Regions from separate parts of the Capra hircus genome. Here region 2 is linked to region 1. A link is a contact called in public Hi-C data. All regions are on one chromosome and are shown on one strand. The core of a region is the stretch at or near the end of the contact, and the rest is flanking DNA. Distances in the headings are between cores, read along the strand shown.

The links. A called contact is a pair of places that touch in the nucleus more often than the background predicts.
Region 2: a Hi-C map of blood shows a contact between it and region 1, with 1.7 times the contacts expected there. The contact joins the promoter of PIM1 here to the enhancer-like site in region 1. A contact is called at or near these places in 2 of 5 Hi-C or Micro-C datasets (both in blood).

Annotation. Positions count from the first base shown.
Region 1 is chr23:37,652,943-37,659,426 of ARS1.2, reverse strand. No RefSeq gene overlaps it. Among named protein-coding and RNA genes, the nearest start is that of TMEM217, 12 kb to the right of the region's middle. Within about 2 kb of position 3,431, at least 1 of the 5 cell types and tissues checked has an H3K27ac peak or open chromatin away from gene starts, as enhancers often do.
Region 2 is chr23:37,690,573-37,697,056 of ARS1.2, reverse strand. PIM1 (serine/threonine-protein kinase pim-1) reads left to right here and starts at 3,592. Exons shown (of 6, transcript XM_018039243.1): 1 at 3,592-4,113; 2 at 4,233-4,339; 3 at 4,450-4,500; 4 at 4,599-4,965. The coding sequence starts at 4,032.

The DNA.
Region 1 (6,484 bases), core at 2,182-4,681:
TTGTTTGAGAAGCAAGACAGTTGGAAGTTCCATTCTCCAAATCATTCATAAAATACACGAGTGTCATGCTGTTGGGGTAAGAGGAAAAACAAACATCCCCTTTCATATATTTTATTTATTTTCATTTTTTAATTTTGGTTTTGCCACACAGCATGTCGGATCTTAGTTCCCCAACCAGGGATCAAACCCATGCCCTCCGCATTCAAAGCAGGAGTCTTAACCACTGAACCACCGGGGAAGTCCCCCTTTTACTTTTTATTTGGCCACACTGCACAACTTGTGGGATCTTAGTTCCCCAACTAGGGACGAAACCCAGGCCATGGCAGTGAAAGCTTGGAGTCTTAACCACTGGGCCTTCAGGGAAGTCCCCAAACGTCCCCTTTTAAATAAGATGCATCCAGTGTTTCCCCTTGGAGGATGTATTTCCGAAGGGAAAGGAAGCATTGGTAGGAGGCAGAAGATTTTAGAAAACTATAAAGCCTTAATGATTTTTAAAATCTTTTTGTATCTTGAATATGTAAGTTATTTCTGACAATCACCAAATAATTGTTTACCTCAGCCTTTTTGTTTAGTCTCTCGGCCGTGTTCGACTCTTTGCCACCCCATGGACTGTAGCCTGCCAGGCTCTTCTGTCCATGGGATTTCCCACGCAAGAATACTCGCCAGTCCAGGTTCAATGCAGGATACAGGATGCTTGGGGCTGGTGCACTGGGATGACCCAGAAGGATGATACGGGGAGGGAGGTGGGAGGGGGGGTTCAGGATGGGGAACACGTGTATACCTGTGACGGATTCATGTTGATGTATGGCAAAACCAATACAATATTGTAAAGTAATTAGCCTCCAATTAAATAAATTTAAATTAAAAAAAAAAGGAATACTGGAGTGGGTTGCCATTTCCTTCTCCATACATAATTAGGCAAACACACAACATACACAAACACTCTCACAAACACAGATACACAGACACAATCATATGCACAAAGAGGCACACCTAAAGCAAAGCCCTTGTTTATGAAACAAAATACAGTCAGCAGCTATTTGTAAAACCTGTTTGCCAGGGAAGAAAATCCTAATTTATTTATTTTTAATTTAAACACTTCAATGGTTAAAAAAAAAAAGCCTGTTTTACTAACAAGTGGTGAGGGGCAGAGAGAAGAGGAAGGAAGCTGAGGAGCGTTTCACGGGGCAGCTCGCTCAGTGAAAGGCTGTCCCAAGGGTCGGGGGCTCAGCCTTCGTCACCAGGGCAGGCTCACCTGGTGGCTGGCTCTTGGGGGCCCTCGTTAACCGCTTGCTGGGGGGCAGGGTAATTGGAACAAGGAAAGTATAGCATCAGCCTGTGCGTCAAGACCTGTGATAGCCAGGAGAGGCTGAAGAAAGGGAAAGACGAGGGCTTCAAAGGCCAAGAGCAGCAATGCTCAAGTGGGGGCTTCTGGGGTGAAAGAAAGCAGGGGAAATGGAGACCCAGGGCTGGGAGGAAAAAAGAAGTAAGACTATGGAAACATTTACACATCTTGAAACCGGCGGGGGAAAGTCAACACAGAATGAAGTCTGTCCTCCGTTGGACGTTGGACTTACAGGTGACAGCGGTGAGGTGGGAAAGATGCTCAGAAATATTCCGTGGTTGTTATGCTCAAGAGCAGGCGCCCCTGGGAGCGGCCAGCAGGGGCCGTGGGAAAAGGGGAGACCCTCTTTTCTCTGGGGAAGTTCCGACCTCTTGCTTCCTCTTGACACCATTGTTCCCCTGTGCAAAGCCTTCACCCTGATGTGGAAACCGCGTAAGAGAGCACAGCTCTACTGTCCCAGGGGGATTTGCACCTTCTCAGGCTCCCACCTTTCCATTTCCTCCCCTCCTTTCTCAGGGCTAAATCAGACTTCTCCCAGGACCCAGCTTAAATGTCTCCTCCTGCAGGAAGACTTCCCTGACTCTCCAACCTCTAAGAGTCTGGACTCCTCCTGCGGCCCCCAGTGCTCCCCCCTCAGTACCGATCATACTGGGGGTCCAAATGGCCCCTCAAGGACCCCCACCGCTCAGTGGGTTGGGAGTCCTTTGGAATGTGTCCACAGTCCTTTGGGCTGTGACTTACTTTTCAGGGCACCCCCTGTTCCTAGTTCAGGGCCTTCTATGCAGTAGATACTCAGCGAACGTGGTGAAGAAAGCAAAGATGGAAAGTCAGAGGTTGTCACTGGGGTGAGGGGCAGAGCTCAGGGCACCGCCCTTCCCAGGGCCTCCTGAGTTGTTCGAAAGGCTGGGAGATGAGGCGGTATTTCTCGTGTCAGCAGCTGGTAGAGGCAGAGGATTAGGGGAGGAAGAAAAGGACCAGGAAGCTGACCTTCTTATATCCTTTGTGGGTATTTCCCCACCTGTAACTCTGTGACTGTCCACAGTCTTCGCCACGGTCTCCAGATGTGAGTGAGAAGAGAGAAAAAGGAGTAGGAAGAGGTCAAGGGAGCGACCATGCCCTGTCCCTCACCAGCCCAGCTACCATAAGCATCATTTGACAATCAAGTAACACCCTCTTCTGCTGAGGGGGTGGGTCCATTGACCCCACAAATATTTACCAAGCACCTGCTGTGTGCTGGGCGTTGTTCTAGGTGCTGGGAAAATAGCAATGAAGAAAATATGGCACTTACATTTTGGGGGGAACATAACTATTGGCCTGGTCAAAAAGTTCATTTGGGTTTTTCTGTTACATCATATGGAAAAACCCGAAAGAACCTTTTGACCAAACCCAATATATATAGTAAGGCAGGTGATAGTCTGTGTTAGGAAAAAGTAAAGCAGGGTAGGGAACTCCCTGGTGGTCCAATGATTACAACTCTGCGCTTTCACTGCGGAGTGCGAGGGTTCAATCCCTGGTCGGGGAACGAAGATCCACAAGTCATGAGGCAAACAAACAAAAACAATAAAGCAATCTTTTTTTTTTTTTTTTTTTTAAAGTAAAGCAGGGTAAGTGGGTTGGAGGGGGTGGGGGAAGGGCCGCTTCACATGGGTTGGTAGGGAAGGCATTTGTGATGGCTTTTGAGCAGACTCCCGACAGAAACAAGAAAGCAAGCCAGTGGACACCTGGAGTAAGGAGGAGACAGGTGCAAAGGCCCTGGGGCTGGAATGTGCTGGGTGTGTAAGGGGGACTGCAAGGCAGCCAGGGCAGCTGGAGCAGAGGGAGGGAGAGAAAGGTGGTGAGGAAGGAGGTTGGACAGATGACAGGGAAATGGATCACTCAGCTCTCAACACTCTATGACGACGGCTTAGGAGTTTTCCTCGAGTGTGGCGGGGGCCCTGGTGGGATATGAATAGCAGAGTAGGGGAGGAACGTGATCTGCCTTGGGTTTCAACAGGATCCCTCTGCCTGCTGAGTGGACAGCTGACTGCAGAGGGAGCAAGAGCGGCGTCAGGGAGGCAGTTAGGATGCTGCTCCTGCAATAACCTGGGCAAAAGATGGTGCCAGCCTGGGCCGGACGGTGCCAGCGGAGGTAGGGAGCAGCGGTGGGATCTGAGTGCACACTGAAGGTGGGGCTGGGAGGGTTTGCTGAGGGGTTGGATAAAGGCTGAGAGAGAAAGAGAACCCAAGGATGATTCCTGGGTCCTTGACCTGAGCAACTAGAAGGGTGGAGGTGACAAAGACTGGGAGTTAAGGCAGCTTTGGGAGGGAAAACCACAGTCTGGATTGTGACTCCTCTTTATTTATTTTTGGTTATGCTGGGTCTTCATTGCGGCTGGGCTTTTCTCTAGTTGTGGTGAGTGGGGGCTACTCCCTCGGTGCAGTGTGTGGGTTTCTTGTTGAGTTCACTTCTCTTCTTGCAGAGCATGGACTCTAGGGTGTGAAGGCTTCATAGTTGCAGCCCATGGGCTCAGAGGTTGCAGCTCCCAGGCTCTAGACACAGGCTCGATGGTTAGCTGCTCTGAGGCATGTAGGATCTCCCCAGATCAGTGATGGAACCCATGTCTTCTGCGCTGGCAGGCAGATTCTTTGTCGCTGAGATACCAGGGAAGCCCCTCAGCACGTTTTGAGATATGTGTGCCTGTGTGCTAAGTCAGTCACTGCAGTCTTGTCCAACTCTGTGACCCTATGGACTGTAGCCCACCAGGCTCCTCTGTCTTTGGGATTCTCCAAGCAAGAATACTGGAGTGGGTCACCATGCCCTCCTCCAGGAAATCTTCCTGACCCAGAGATCGAACCCAAGTCTCTAACGTCCCCTGCATTTGCAGCAGGTTCTTTACCACTAGCGCCACCTGGGTGCATGTATTAGTAATCAATTGCTTGGTAACAAATTACCCCCAAATGTAGCAGCTTAAGAGAACACACATTTATGTTACAGTTTCTATGGATCAGAAACCCAGGGGCAGCTGGCACAGGTCTTCTGACTCCGGGGCTCTCACCTGCAGTGGAGGCGTCTGGCCAGGGCTATGGCCCCCTCAAGACTCAGCTAAGGGAGGGTCTGCTGCCAAGCTCACTTAGGAGGTTGTTGCTAGGATTCAGGTCCCTGGGGGCTGTTGGTTAGCGATGTCCTTCCTGACCATGCTGGCCTCTCCAGATGCTCCCAGTGCGGCAGCTGGCTTCCCTCGGAGAGAGTGAACAACCCTGAGGTCATCGCGGTTTTGTAACCGAATCTTAGAGATGACACCCTATCACTTCTGCTGTGTTTGATTGGTTAGAAGAGGGTTGCTAGTCTAGCTCGCACTCAAGGGGAGGTGATGGGTGTGAATATCAATTGGCAGGGATCTTTGGGAACCACGTAGAGGCACCTGCCCACAGCACAGAGGCAGCAGGACCGACGAGTACAAGTTTCAGGGACACGTCAGACCAGAGATGTCTGTATGGAGGCTACTTACGAGGGGCCTGGACAAGGAGAGCCGGGAATGACTGAGATGGGGGAGAGAAAGGGACAAAGGGCTGAGCCCAGGAGCTTGCCAATACTTGCAGGTCGGGGAGGTTCAGAGGAGCCAGCAAAGGAGACGGAGAAGAAGGGCCAGTGACGTGGGTGGTGAACAGAGAGGGGTGACCCTGGTGTCTCACAGGGCAAGAGAGGGACCTGTTTGCAGGTCAGAGAGGGATCAGCTGGTCAAAAGCCATGGAGAGGTCTGGCAAGAGAAGGCTAAGCTCAGGACTGGGTAATGTGGAGGTCACCTTCACAGGAGTGGTCTCGGGACTTCCCTGGCAATCCACTAGCTGCGAATCCCTGCAAGGGGCCTGGTCAGGGAACTAGACCCACACGCCTCAACTGAGATCTCGCTTGCCACGTTGAAGACTGAAGATCCACGTGCTGCAACTAAGACCCGGCTCGGCCAAATCAACAGATAAAGATTGAAAAACAAGAGCAAGAGTGGTTACGGTGGAGTGGAAGGGATTCCAGAGAGAACGGGAGGCTGGGAAGTGGAGGTGGACACACCACTTTCCAAGGACCCTTGGTGTCAAGCGGGAGCACAGCCTTGTAGCTGAGGCAGCAGGTGACTCTTAGTTGAGCTGATTCTGAGAACTCTGCTTCTTGCTCCACCACTTACACACACACACACACACACACACACACACACACACCCCTGTAGACTAGAGCGTAGACACACACTATGAATCCTCAGTCATCAGCTTGAGGTTCCCTAAGTCCCAGATCAGCCACCCCTAGAGGATCTGGTATAGAAGGCAAACAGCACTAAGCAAAAGCTTGTTGCTGACTGCCATCTGGTGGTCATTTTGGGACCTGCATGCTAAGTCCCTTCAGTTCAGTTCGGTCGCTCAGTCGTCTCCGACTCTTTGCGACCCCATGAATCGCAGCACGCCAGGCCTCCCTGTCCATCACCAACTCCTGGAGTTCACTCAGACTCATATCCATCGAGTCGGTGATGCCATCCAGCATCTCATCCTCTATCGTCCCCTTTTCCTCCTGCCCCCAATCCCTCCCAGATCAGAGTCTTTTCCAATGAGTCAACTCTTAGCAATGAGGTGGCCAAAGTACTAGAGTTTCAGCTTTAGCATCATTCCTTCCAAAGAAATCCCAGGGCTGATCTCCTTCAGAATGGACTGGTTGGATCTCCTTGCAGCCCAAGGGACTCTCAAGAGTCTTCTCCAACACCACAGTTCAAAAGCATCAATTCTTCAGCACTCAGCCTTCTTCACAGTCCAACTCTCACATCCATGCATGACCACTGGAAAAAGCATAGCCTTGACTAGACGGACGTTTGTTGGCAAAGTAATGTCTCTGCTTTTCAATATGCTATCTAGGTTGGTCATAACTTTCCCTCCAAGGAGGAAACATCGTTTAATTTTATGGCTGCAGTCACCATCTGCAGTGACTTTGGAGCCCAGAAAAATAAAGTCACTTCAGTCGTGTCCTATTTTTTGTGACCCCATGGGACTGTAGCCCGCCAAGCTTCTCTGTCCATGGGATTCTCCAGGCTAGAATACTAGAGTGGGCTGCTGTGCCCTCCTCCAGGGGATCTTCCCAACCCAGGAGTTGAACCCACATCTCTTGCATCTCCCACATTGGCA
Region 2 (6,484 bases), core at 2,343-4,842, 37 kb before region 1:
CTTTTTAAATTTAGACTATTTCCTGTCTTATGATTTGTAGGTAGTTTTCACATATATTCTACACATGTGAAATTTAAATTTTTCTAAATAATCTTACAACTAGTTGAGATAATTGGAGACATTTTAAGATATAGAAAGAAGTGTATTGCAGCTGACTTTCTCCCAAATTTTCCTTTCTTTTTATTTTACCAAACAAGGAGTAAAATAAAAAACGATTTTTTTTTTCAAAATTAAACTTTAAATTTAAAAATTCAGTAATCCTTCTTTTTAGGAGAGAAATAAGAGATGCAGACCCAAATTATTTCTATTCAATTAACTGCAAATAATTTATAGAGAAAAACTGGTAGAGACCTAGTTATATAAGTGTATCAAGTGGACTCAGCGGTACTTTAAAAGATAGTGAATAGGCCTCCCTTTCAAACCTCATCTAAACTTTGATTACAGAAATTGCTGAAGTCATTGTTTGACAATATCTTGATTAAATCCATATCAGGTAGAATATGGAAACCACCTAACGATTAATTTGGCTATTGTTCAAACAAACATAAACCAATTCTCCCCTTTCCTGAGAATTGTTAGCATAATTATGGCCTTCATCTTTCCAAAAGCACTTTTCATTTAATTATTAGTGTGATTTTTCTGATTCTTTGTTAGAATCTTTGAGACATCACAGGTTATGCTTGTTTTTATCATTACAACTACAGGTTGATGAATCAAAACATCAAATTCTCTACCTTTGAAGAGTAACTTTTAACGCAAAATATACTTGAATGTTTAATAACCATCTTTAAAAGCGGTTTTAAGTAAATAAAAGCTCTTTTCCAAGCAAGGTCCATGTTTTATAACTTCCAGCTGTGAAGTACCCATCATATGAAGCAGACATGTTAGATGTTAATCACTTTAGCTAAAGCTAATTAAAGAGTGAGCCCTACAAAGATCTAGAGAAAGTGAATTTGATTGAATGTATACAACTAGTTTGAATCATATTCTCTCCCAAGATGATTAAAATCTAACTAGCTAGCATGTTATCTTTGAAACTTCCAAGGTGCAAGACCATCCCTAAATTCTTCCTTTTCATCATCGTTATAATCATAATCAGCATCATTGCCATCATAGCTAATATTTATTGGAAGTTTACTTCATGCCAGTCTACGAGCTTTATATGTAGAATTTCATTTGCTCCTTACAACAGTCCTATGAGGGAGGTGTCATTATCTCCATTCAGAGTCTAAAGCAATTTGAGGAAAGATCAAGCTGATGAAAGGTTAAGCAACTTCATGAATGTCATATTAAGTAGTAGGTGCCAGATCCCACATCTGAAAGCAGGCTAACCCAGTTTAAAGATTGTTCCTAACCTTTATTTTACTTTGCCTAAGCCCACTTAATTCACTTAAATTTGGTATAAAATGACTTTAATCATGAACTTTTTGTTGGGACCCATTTTGATTTTTCCCTTCATCAATGAATATTGGATAACGTATTCATTCAAAGAATAGGAAGACAAGGTATAAATAACTGAAAAGTTAATAGATTAAAAAAAAAACCCAAAAACCAAGAAACAAATACATGATTAAGTGGCATAGACAGTTTGCTTAGCAATCTGGAGTGGAACTATTTTAATTGTGTCCTGAAGTCTGGAAAGACTTTAAATGAAAGTGTAGAGGGGGCATTCTCAGAACAATTTGACTACCTCTACAAAGGCAGAAAGTCCAGCTCTACAAAGGCTAGACAAGTGGGAACAAGTGAGAATAGTCCAGTAGCGCTTATGAGAGGAAAGGAAGAGGGGACGGAGGTGGGGGTCACATACATTGATTGATACTTGATGTCTTACTCAGTACAAAGAACAGTTTTAGAGCCCAACATGAGGAAAATTTTGGATAGTCAGGGGTTGAATTTGTGTTGTTTTATCTCTTCTCTTAGCTGTTGTATGACCCTGTGTCATTTTATTTATGTTTCATTTTCCTATCCGTAAAAAAGGAATAATTCTTGTTCCCTTGGGCTTTTTCCTAGTCATTGAAAATGAATGAGTTAGGCCACAGTATACAAAAGGAAAATATGTAATATTTCATAAGATAATAAAAGTTGTGAAATATCTGAGCATCTTTATATAACAGCATTGTAGAAAACTTTTAATGAAACATTTAAATTCATTAATGAGTACAGCTATACAGATCCTCAGACCTCATTTTTTAAGTGGCAGAAACTTGAAAAAAAAAAATTAAAAGAGGATGTAGTTAGCTTTCAATTACTTAGGAGGACCCGACAACTCAATTTACGGATTACAAAGAATTTTAATTTACTCATTTCACACGTCGTTATCAACTCTACAAGAAGTTTAAAAGGACAAAGGATGAAAGTCGAATTGGTCAGTTTCCGTGTTATTTCCAAGGGGGCATGGAGCCGGGGTGAGGGGGGAATTTCCTTTGAGTCAAGACTGGGGGCAGCCAATAATTGCTAATATTGCCTGACTGGTAATAACAGGCTGACGAGAAGGTGAATACAACGTGAAAACTCTGATTACATCTAGCGCGCCTTCCCACCCTCGCTCTTAGATGAGGCATTTTCTTCTCTCTCCCGCCCTCACAGAAGGGGCTGAGACAGCATCTGGCATCACAATACTAACATTTGTTTCGTGATTTCCTCTTTACTGGGCACTCTGACACACATCACTTCTTCGGCATCAGGATTCACTGGAACCTTTCTGCATTTTTTAAAACATAAAAATCTGCCAGGGGATCTGGGGGCCGATCTTTTCACCGGCTGTGACAATCGCGATCTGGACCCCTCCCCCGAGCGAGCGGAGCTCTCCGGGTTTTATTCCAGGCCTGTGACACCTCCGTGAAGCCGCCGTTGTGACTCATATCTTGCAGATCCTGCGCCCCCAACATCCAAACCCCAGAGAATCCAGCCCGATCCCACAGCGCGTGGTCAACCCGCCCAAGCCGACTTGGAGGTCTCGCGTCTGAGTCAGACATAAAGACCACCCTCGTCGGCATCCTCCCCCTGCCCCCCCCACACAGTCGCTCACACCCCGGCGCGCCGGCCGCCGGGCCTCGGGGCCTGACACACCAACGGCTGTCTTCTCTGCGCAACTTGTTATGCTCCAGCTCTTAGCCCTTGACCCAAAAACCCCGAGAAATGGAGAGCCGCAGAGCCGGCCTCGGGCGGCCTTTGAAGGCTTTGTTATTGTTTGGGTTTGAATCGATACGCCCCTCCCCATCCTTCCTCCCTCGCGGCTCAACACCCGGCTCCCGCCTCCCCGCACGCCCCAGCGCCCCTCCCCCTCCATTTTGGCGCCTTTTCCTTCCCGCCACGTCGTGGCGGCGTAGAGACCATTCTGACCGCGAGAGCCGGGGCGGGGCGTGGGCGGGGCGCGCGCCGCGTTATGCAGATGAGCCGGCCTCTGGTTGGCTGGAGGCGCGCCGGCGGGGGCGGGGGCGGGGCGCGGCCACGGAGGGCGAGCGGGGAGGGGGGGTGCGGAGGGGAGTCGCCCTGTCCCGCCGCTCCCCCACCCCCTCTCCTCCCTCCGCCGGCCCGGCCGCCCGGCTTCCCCCGCCTAGGCCTCCCGGAGAGGCCCCGCCCCATCCCCGCCCGCCCGCGCGCCCCCTCCCCGCCGGCGCGCTCCGCCCCTTTTACTCCTGGCGGCAGGGCGAGCCGGGCGTCTGCTGCAGCGGCCGCGGTGGCGGAGGAGGCCGGAGAGGACTTGGCGGCGGCGGCGGTGGCGGGACCGGCAACAGCAGCAGCAGCTACAGCTACACACTCCCTGTGCCGCAGCGCTGCCACACCAGCCCCTCGAGCCGCCCACCCTGCCGCCCGCGGCGCTGCCTGACCCTGCCGGCGTGTCCGTCAGCCGCCAGCGCCCCCAGTCGTCCTCCGACTCGCCCTCGGCCTTCCGCGCCAGCCGCAGCCGCAGCCGCAACGCCACCCGCAGCCTCAGCCCCGGCCTTAGGCACAGCCGCCGGCGCAGCCCTAGTCCCTACTGCAGTAGCTCCTCCAGACACAGCCTCTGCGCCGACACCCTGGAGGTGGGGATGCTCTTGTCCAAAATCAACTCGCTTGCCCACCTGCGCGCCGCGCCCTGCAGCGACCTGCACGCCACCAAGCTGGCGCCGGGTAAGTGCCTCTCTCCCACCAACCCTGGATGGAGGTGGGGGGCGGCTGGACCTCGAGGGTGGAAGCTGGGGGGCTCGCGGGACGTCACTGAGTCTCCTGGGACTCTCCCTTTCCTATAGGCAAGGAGAAGGAGCCCCTGGAGTCGCAGTACCAGGTGGGCCCGCTCCTGGGCAGCGGCGGCTTCGGCTCGGTGTACTCAGGCATTCGTGTCGCCGACAACTTGCCGGTGAGTGGGCGCCCGGCTTGCGAGGAGGGCGCGCCGGCCGGGGGCACGCCGGTGTGTTTGCCCCCCGGCGAGGGAATCTCTAACAGAGACTCTATGGGGGGGCTTTCCAGGTGGCCATCAAGCACGTGGAGAAGGACCGGATTTCCGACTGGGGAGAGCTGGTGAGTATCCTGGAGGTAGCGACCCCCCGGGATGGGTGGAGTGGGGCACCCTGTGACCCGCCCCCGCCCTAACTGCAGCCCCCCTCGCCCCTCTGCAGCCTAATGGCACCCGAGTGCCCATGGAAGTGGTTCTGCTGAAGAAGGTGAGCTCGGGCTTCTCCGGCGTCATTAGGCTCCTGGACTGGTTCGAGAGGCCCGACAGTTTCGTCCTGATCCTGGAGAGGCCGGAGCCGGTGCAAGACCTCTTCGACTTTATCACGGAAAGAGGGGCCCTGCAGGAGGAGCTGGCCCGCAGCTTCTTCTGGCAGGTGCTGGAGGCGGTGCGGCACTGCCACGACTGCGGGGTGCTTCACCGCGACATCAAGGACGAGAACATCCTTATCGACCTCAATCGCGGCGAGCTCAAGCTCATCGACTTCGGGTCGGGGGCGCTGCTCAAGGACACCGTCTACACGGACTTCGATGGTGAGTCAGGCCTGAGGGGGAGCTCCCCGGGAGGGGAACTGCCCAGGTGACTCGGCCTGGCCTGGAGGCCTCGGCAGGCTTCCCTCCCGGCCCTTTGTAAAGGTCATCGGGCCGCCTGGCTCGATGCTAGCAGGGGTGGGGCGAAGGAGGGCTTCCCAGGGTAGGAAAGCTGGGAATTTCGAGCCAGCTGAACCTGTAATGTCTCTGGCATGATTTTATTTTTTAAGTGAAATTCAGTGGGTTCCAAGCTTTCCCCATGAATAAGAGGTTGTGGGCAACCGGCCGTAGCCCAGATTTCTGAAGTCTGACCCAGTTTCCCCGCCGGTAGAAGGATGAGAGGGAGGGGACAGGGGGAGGAGAGAGCGGGAGAGATGAAAATTGATTGCCGGTTTTGTCATTTTTGTTTTGATTTATAAGGGAGTTTTCGGTTGAGGTAGTTTTCAGAGCTGCAGTGTGTGTGTGTGTGTGTGTGTGTGTGTGTGTGTGTGTGTGTGTTTTCCCCTCCCCTTTGATCTAGGGACGAATAAGGAAGAGAAGAGTAGTTTTACTAAATAATTCATTTTGTTGATTCTTGTTATTATTATTTTATCTTGGTGGTGATGTGGAGTGAGGGAGTCGGGAATGAATGTTGTGAAATAGGATCTCTTGCTGGTTTGAAAATTAGTTGGGTGTCTCCACAGAGAGGATGAAAACCTATCCTAGGGAGGGGCTTGGAGCGGGTTCTTTCAGAAAAGATGGAATGGAGAGCTCGGAGATCAAAGCAGAGGAGGGTGGGTCATCATCTGAGCGGCTTAACCTAACAAACGACAGCCTTTCAAAACTTGTGACTGGGGCTTGTGGTTTGTGTTTATTTGCCCTTGGAGGACGCTGGGTTGGGCTGTATTTTTTTTTGTATTTAACAGTTAATGGCTGGCCGGGTCCTCCCATGTTTTTTCCTTCCAGTCTTTGCTGCCCCCTGGTGAGCGCCAGCGGGATGGCCCCACATTTTTTTTTTTTACAACTCAAAGTTTGTAAACAGGAATCACGTGGTCTGAAGCCAGCCCAGCAGTGCTACCTCTCCCTTGGATGGAGGAAGGGGTGTGTGGGTGTCTGCCCTTGCATTCAGAGGGTGGAGAGGAATGCCTCTTAAAGGGCACCCTGACTTAGGATATTGTGCAAGTGTCCTTGCCTGGATCATATCTGAGGTGGCACTCTGACCTGCTCCTGGGCGAGGACCTCTAATGCAATTTAAGGATAGTCTGTGGGGATACCTCCCTTGATTATGCATGTGTTCATCTCCTCCTCCAGTTGTGGGTGGTCCTACCACATCCAAGTCTGGTGCTTGGGTTTGTGGCTGGCCCTGTTTGTTTCTTGGAGCTGTTTGTTTATGGTCTGGGCTGATAGAGAAGTCGGTAATGCTTTGGGTTGGAGAGTTGCCATAAGCTGCTCAACCACTCCTGTTAGCCCTAGGGAGGGGGGATTGGAGTTCACTCAGCTGCTGACAGAAGTAGGGTGGTGCCTTTTATATTTTTATTTTTAA